Regions from separate parts of the Pan troglodytes genome. Here region 2 is linked to region 1. Evidence: chromatin contacts called from public capture Hi-C data. All regions are on one chromosome and are shown on one strand. Each heading gives the region's core, a stretch centred on a gene start, on an enhancer-like site or on the middle of the called end of the contact. The rest is flanking DNA. Distances are from core to core; before and after follow the strand shown.

What was found. Capture Hi-C pulls out chosen DNA fragments and counts their contacts.
Region 2: a contact with region 1 is called in a capture Hi-C map of stem cell-derived neural stem cells, with 6 times the contacts expected there. The contact joins two enhancer-like sites. A contact is called at or near these places in 1 of 1 datasets of contacts at active chromatin or transcription factors (stem cell-derived excitatory neurons) and 1 of 1 other capture datasets (stem cell-derived neural stem cells).

Annotation. Positions count from the first base shown.
Region 1 is chr9:80,679,854-80,682,553 of NHGRI_mPanTro3-v2.0_pri, reverse strand. It overlaps TENM4 (teneurin transmembrane protein 4), which reads left to right. Exons shown (of 42, transcript XM_063784373.1): 42 at 1-2,700. Among named protein-coding and RNA genes, the nearest start is that of NARS2, 81 kb to the right of the region's middle. Within about 2 kb of position 1,338, at least 2 of the 24 cell types and tissues checked have an H3K27ac peak or open chromatin away from gene starts, as enhancers often do. A contact at or near this core is called in stem cell-derived neural stem cells, where this site is marked.
Region 2 is chr9:81,473,642-81,476,341 of NHGRI_mPanTro3-v2.0_pri, reverse strand. The region is part of intron 9 of TENM4 (teneurin transmembrane protein 4); the gene reads left to right. Among named protein-coding and RNA genes, the nearest start is that of MIR708, 54 kb to the right of the region's middle. Within about 2 kb of position 1,316, at least 1 of the 24 cell types and tissues checked has an H3K27ac peak or open chromatin away from gene starts, as enhancers often do. A contact at or near this core is called in stem cell-derived neural stem cells, where this site is marked.

The DNA of each region.
Region 1 (2,700 bases), core at 89-2,588:
CGCACATTTTTTGCAAAGAACAGAAGGTATTTTTTTCTGTAGTGTGATCACAATGGAAACTTTATTGTCTTTTGCTCCCTTTTTCCTTGAGGATTTTTCCCTTGTCGTTTGGGGTATGTATCTCCTCTCTGAGATGCATCTCCTGGGGTGTGTCCTCGTCTGTCCCTAGGTACCCAGTGTGATGTGGGACATGAATGTCTGTGCTAACTTGTCTCATGTGCAACCCTTTCTTCTTCGATTGGGGTCGGGCAGGAGTAAAGGGAGTGATGGGCCAGTACAACACCCCTTCCAAGGGGGCCTGGGAGGAGGGTCTGTAGGACCTGAGGCTCCTTGGCAGGGCTCCTGCAGAAGAGTGGTGGATTTCTTCTCACCTTGTTCTCTGCCTCCAGAGGATCACAGATGGCTTCATCTTGCTCCAGGGAATTTCATGGTGTTGTTCAGCACCTTTTTTAAGCTGCCCCAAACTCCTGTTCAAGCTTTCTATTTTGATGCTAAATGAAACCTCCTACCACTTTTGCAAATCCTGTGTAGTTGTCGGTGCCACCCCCGTGCTGGGATAGAGAAAGTGTCTCCCAGGTCCTTTCCCCCAGACCAGTGACATAACATCCTGGGCTCAGAGTCCCATCCTCCCGGGAGGGAAAGCACCCAGGATGCCTGTGATTGGTTGGTCCCCCATGATGTTCCTGTTCATCTCCTCCTTTCTCCCAAAGCCAGATGTGAGAACGAGCACTGCACAGCAAGCCTTCAATGTGGGCACCATGTCCACAGAACGGAAGGCCACCCATGGCAAAGGGATGGCAGTGGTGGCGAGGGCACCAGCCTGCCTTCCGAGGCAAAGCCCTCTCTCTATGACTTTGAGTATCTTCCCTCCACCGCTCAGCCGCCACCACTGAGACGTAGGAATGTGGAGGGAGGTGCTTGGTGGCCTTTGATTCTGGAAAAATGCTTAACAAAAAAAGCCAGCCAAAGAGAGGAAGGCATAAGCTAAGCATCCTTCTAACCAGTTCCCAAAGTCCCATCTGCCTCCATGTACCAGCTGATCGCAGAGCTGGACTGGGGCAGGCTGGGCTTCCAGGAAATTCCTGAAGTTCTGAAACAGCTTCCCCTCTAGAGAAGCCCACCCAATGTGTTTTTTAGTGACAGGAAGAAAGGAGGGAAGAGCTGATGTGGTGTGGCCTGCCCATATCATACAACCCCACCAGGAGCAGGGCAGTTCCCAAGGCGGGTGCCCGTAGATCTGGGAGGCCAGGCTGGCGTGATTCTTGTGAAGAACTGTGCCTGTGTCGTCAGGGAGAGGCCTGAGCCCTCTCAGAAGCAGGAACAGCCCACACCTGAAGAGCACGCCCAAGCTGAGGCAGCAGCCAGCAGGCCGGGGGAGCAGTGAGGGCAGGGGGAGTCACAGCCAGAGCTGGGAGCCCCTTGTTCAAGGATTCCATTCCTGGCTCATCCGCCTAATTACCATTGTCATTACCACTCACAGGAGGCTCTGGGAGATGGGAGGGGAAGCCAAATGCTTCCTTTTAAGCTGGGCTTCTTAGAAAATGGAACTTTTATGGGTTACATTTACATTAAGTGTGGAAAATGAATTCTGAGTCTGAGCTATTCCCCATGGAAACCTTGTTGGACTGATAAGCTCATGGCACCTCTATAGCCTTACTCACATAGTCTTCAGAATATTACACAAGTTAATGAAACTGAGAAGGTCTGACTGCATGAGGATCGGAGCAGCATGTAGTCTGGGTTCTGCCTGGCAGAGGGAGGCAACCAAAACTTCTTGGGGAGAGGAGATTTCGCCTTAACGTCATCCCACTGGGATTAGAGGATGTGTTTCGCTAAGTGCTCTTCCTGTTTCCAAAAAAAAAGCCACCCTGCTGCAGCAGTGCGCCTTGGCCTGCTTGTCCACTGGTTGCCCATTGCCCCTGGATCCAGAGCTCTACTGAGTCAGATACAGTGCTCTGCAGGCCTGCTGTGGGAGGCATGAGCTGGAGATGGGGGCTCCCATCTGGCAGGATCATTCTTGGATGAGATGGAAAACAGTTTGGCCTGAAGAACACAAGTTTTGTCCTCCAGAAGGGACTTACGCCTCTCAAAATGTACTCTTCATACCAAGGGCCCTTGGGCAAAGTGCTCCTGCCCAGTTGATCAGTCCCATCCTGGCTGCCCGACATCAGTGAAGACCTGCTGGGGATGTCTGCTCAGAGGTCAGGAACGGCATGCGGTCCACGGGAACCAGCTCCCTATGCTTCCCCCACGCCCTGTCCCTCCTCCACAGCCCCCTCCCCAAAGGAATAGGGTGGACTTTTAGGGATCAAAAACAGAATTATTGGGTGTTTCATTTCTTTTTTTCTTTCTTTTTTTTTTTTTTTCATAGAGATGGGGTCTCACTATGTTGCCCAGGCTGTTCTCAAACTCCTGGCCTCAGGCGATCCACCTTGGCCTCCTGAAGTGCTGGGGTTACAGGTGTGAGCCACTGCGCCTGGACTGTTTGTTTCTTTAAAGGATCTTATATTTTTCCTGTGCTACATACCACCACAGCAGCCCAGCTTCTGTGGGGAGAGAAGTTGAAGGATCCTGAAGTTTAGAAAAAGGATCTCAGCTGTGGCACAGGCAGTGTTATGCACCTCACTGCCACATTGGTGCTGTTGTATTGAAGGTGGTGCTTCTGGCCTTGGCCCTTTTGAGTTGGTTTCCATTTGGGCT
Region 2 (2,700 bases), core at 67-2,566, 790 kb before region 1:
CCCAAGAGCCTCCAGTTTGAAGCCTTTATTATTATGAATTCAGCTGGTATAACCCCTTCACTTTACAGTGAGAAAACTAAAGAGTTGAAAGGAAGGGTGACATTTAAGTAAGATTACAGAGCTAGTGATGGGGGAGCCTAAGCTATTTGCCTTTACATTTCATTTATTTATTTATTTTTAATCAATTAATTATTATTTTGAGACAGAGTCTTCCTCTGTTGCCCAGGCTGGAGTACAGAGGCATGATCTCAGCTCACCGCAGCCTCCACTTCCTGAGTTCAAGTGATTCTTGTGCCTTAGCCTCCCAAGTAGCTGGTATTACAGGTGTGTGCCACCATGCCTGGCTAATTATTATTATTATTATTATTATTATTATTTGTGAGACAGAGTCTCGCTCTGTACCCCAGGTTGGAGTGCAATGGTATGATCTGGGCTCACTACAACCTCCATCTCCTGGGTTCAAGCAATTCTCCCACCTCCGCCTCCCGAGTAGCTGGGATTACAGTCACCAGCTATCATGCCTGGCTAATTTTTGTATTTTTGTAGAGATGGGATTTCACCATGTTGGCCAGGCTGGTCTTGAACTCCTGACCTCAGGTGATCCGCCGCCTTGGGTTCCCAAAGTGCTGGAATTACAGGTATGAGTCACTGTGCCCGAACTGGCTTTACATTTTAACTCTCTATTGAGCACTGCTCTAATTTCTATTTAGTAGAACAGATGTTTGGTAAGTAGGAATAATTTCTTATAGACTTATCTAAACCACTAGGTGCTATTAGAAGATAACAGAAAATCACATAGAATGGGAAGGTACACATTGAAGGTCATCTAGAGCCTCTTTCTCCTTATAGTTTTGGAACAATCAGAGAGGGTTGCTAAAACGCCCAAGGTCACACAGCTAAGTTGGGGCAGAAGTGGGTCTCCCACCTCAGACTCAGCTTTATTCCAGTAGTTTCCCTTGCCTCATTATGAACTCTGAATCTTTGAAGTGCCTCTCCAATGTCTCCTTTACTATGCCTTGTGTCATACCCAGAGTATGGTTCTAGTTGAGCCTAAGCTGAGATTCACCCCTCCCACCCAAGTTGGAAGTTGGCCTGAGTTAACTTGCTTTCAGGGTGGTGAATTCTAAGAGAGCTGAAGCAGAGGCTAGTGAGAGAAAAAGGGAGGCAGAATGACAGCATTTTTTCAGCTAGTGAGAGAAAAAGGGAGGCAGGAAGACAGCATATTTTCCCAGGACAGTAAGGCTACAGGCAGCAGCTGACAGCGCTGTGTTCACAAGGGAACCTGTGAGATCGAGAGCACAAGTAATGCTGCTTGGGGCCCAGGCAGCCCTGAGTGGAAGAGGGGCTTCTTGTTTTTTTTGCAGTGAACACAGCACAACCCTGCTGAGGGCTGGAGGGAAGGAACTCGATGTCTTTCCACACCTTAAGGCTCTTGCATATTTCAGAATACCCAGAGTTAAAACTCCAGGCATGGTGTGCTCAGAGAAGGCCGTAGAAGCAGGTAACAGTGAGGGTCTACCTTTGACTTCAAAGGTGGTGGAAAGTAGCGAGTATCTTGCAGTCAAAGCAGCAGAGAAGGCTAAGTGTTTGAGACATGCCTGGGCTCCTGGGGAGAGTGTGCAGTAGGAGAAATGATTTCTGAGGTTCTGTTTATGCATATTATGCACATAGGGCAGGACGACAGTGTGATGGGTACCATCACTGTTCTTGTGGTCCCATTTGTACCTGGGACAAATTAGGTTCCATATGATGTGGCCAGCATAGAGAGTACAGTCTGGGCACTACTCGAAGTGTGGTCCTGGGACCAGCAGCATCAGCATCACCTGGGAGCTTGTTAGAAACGCAGAATTGCAGCCCCACACCAGAGCTACTGAGCCAGAGCTGCGCTGTATAACAAGATCCCCTGGTGATTTGTGATGACAGTAAGGTTTGAGAAGCTCTGGCCTCGGTATTAGGAGTAACAGCTCTAAAGCCAACTGTGGGTTCTAATCTAAGACCTGCCACATCTTTGTTGTGTGATATTGACCAAGTGATTTAACATTACCACACCTCAATTTGCTCATTTCTAAAATGAAGATAATAATGGTTTTTATTTATAGTGTTGTCGTGATGCTTAATTGAGATAACCTGTAAAGCACAGTAATTGAGGTACAATAAGCGCTTAGTAAATATTAGCTACTATCATCAATTATTACTTTCTGCAATCCAGGACTTCTTACCAAAGCATTTGTAGAAGAGGATTTTCTAGTTCCCTACTGTTGCCTTACCACTTCCCTTAGTAACTCAATGAGCTGTCCACCCCAACACAGTCTGCCAGTAATTATAATATTAAAAACAGCATAGCTGCTATTTATTGATATTCTTCAAATTATTAGAATCTGAAACTACAGATCAAACATCATCCCAGTTATCCTTACAATAACCAGATAGGCAGATGTTATTAACTATATTTAAAAGATGATGCCACTCTGGCTCCCGGATTCATCTATAATCCTGTAAACAGCGGAGCCACAGTGCTTCTCAGAGAAAGAGCTCAAGACCCTTGTATGGGTTGAATACCTCTTAAAATACTGGCCTGGAAGAAGAGTTTGAACTTCAGTTACACACAGAGGAAGAAACACACTTCTACCTCTGTTCTTTCCCTAACACCTACTAAAATGACAGAGAAATGATAAGAAAGCAGAAAACTACAAAGGAAAA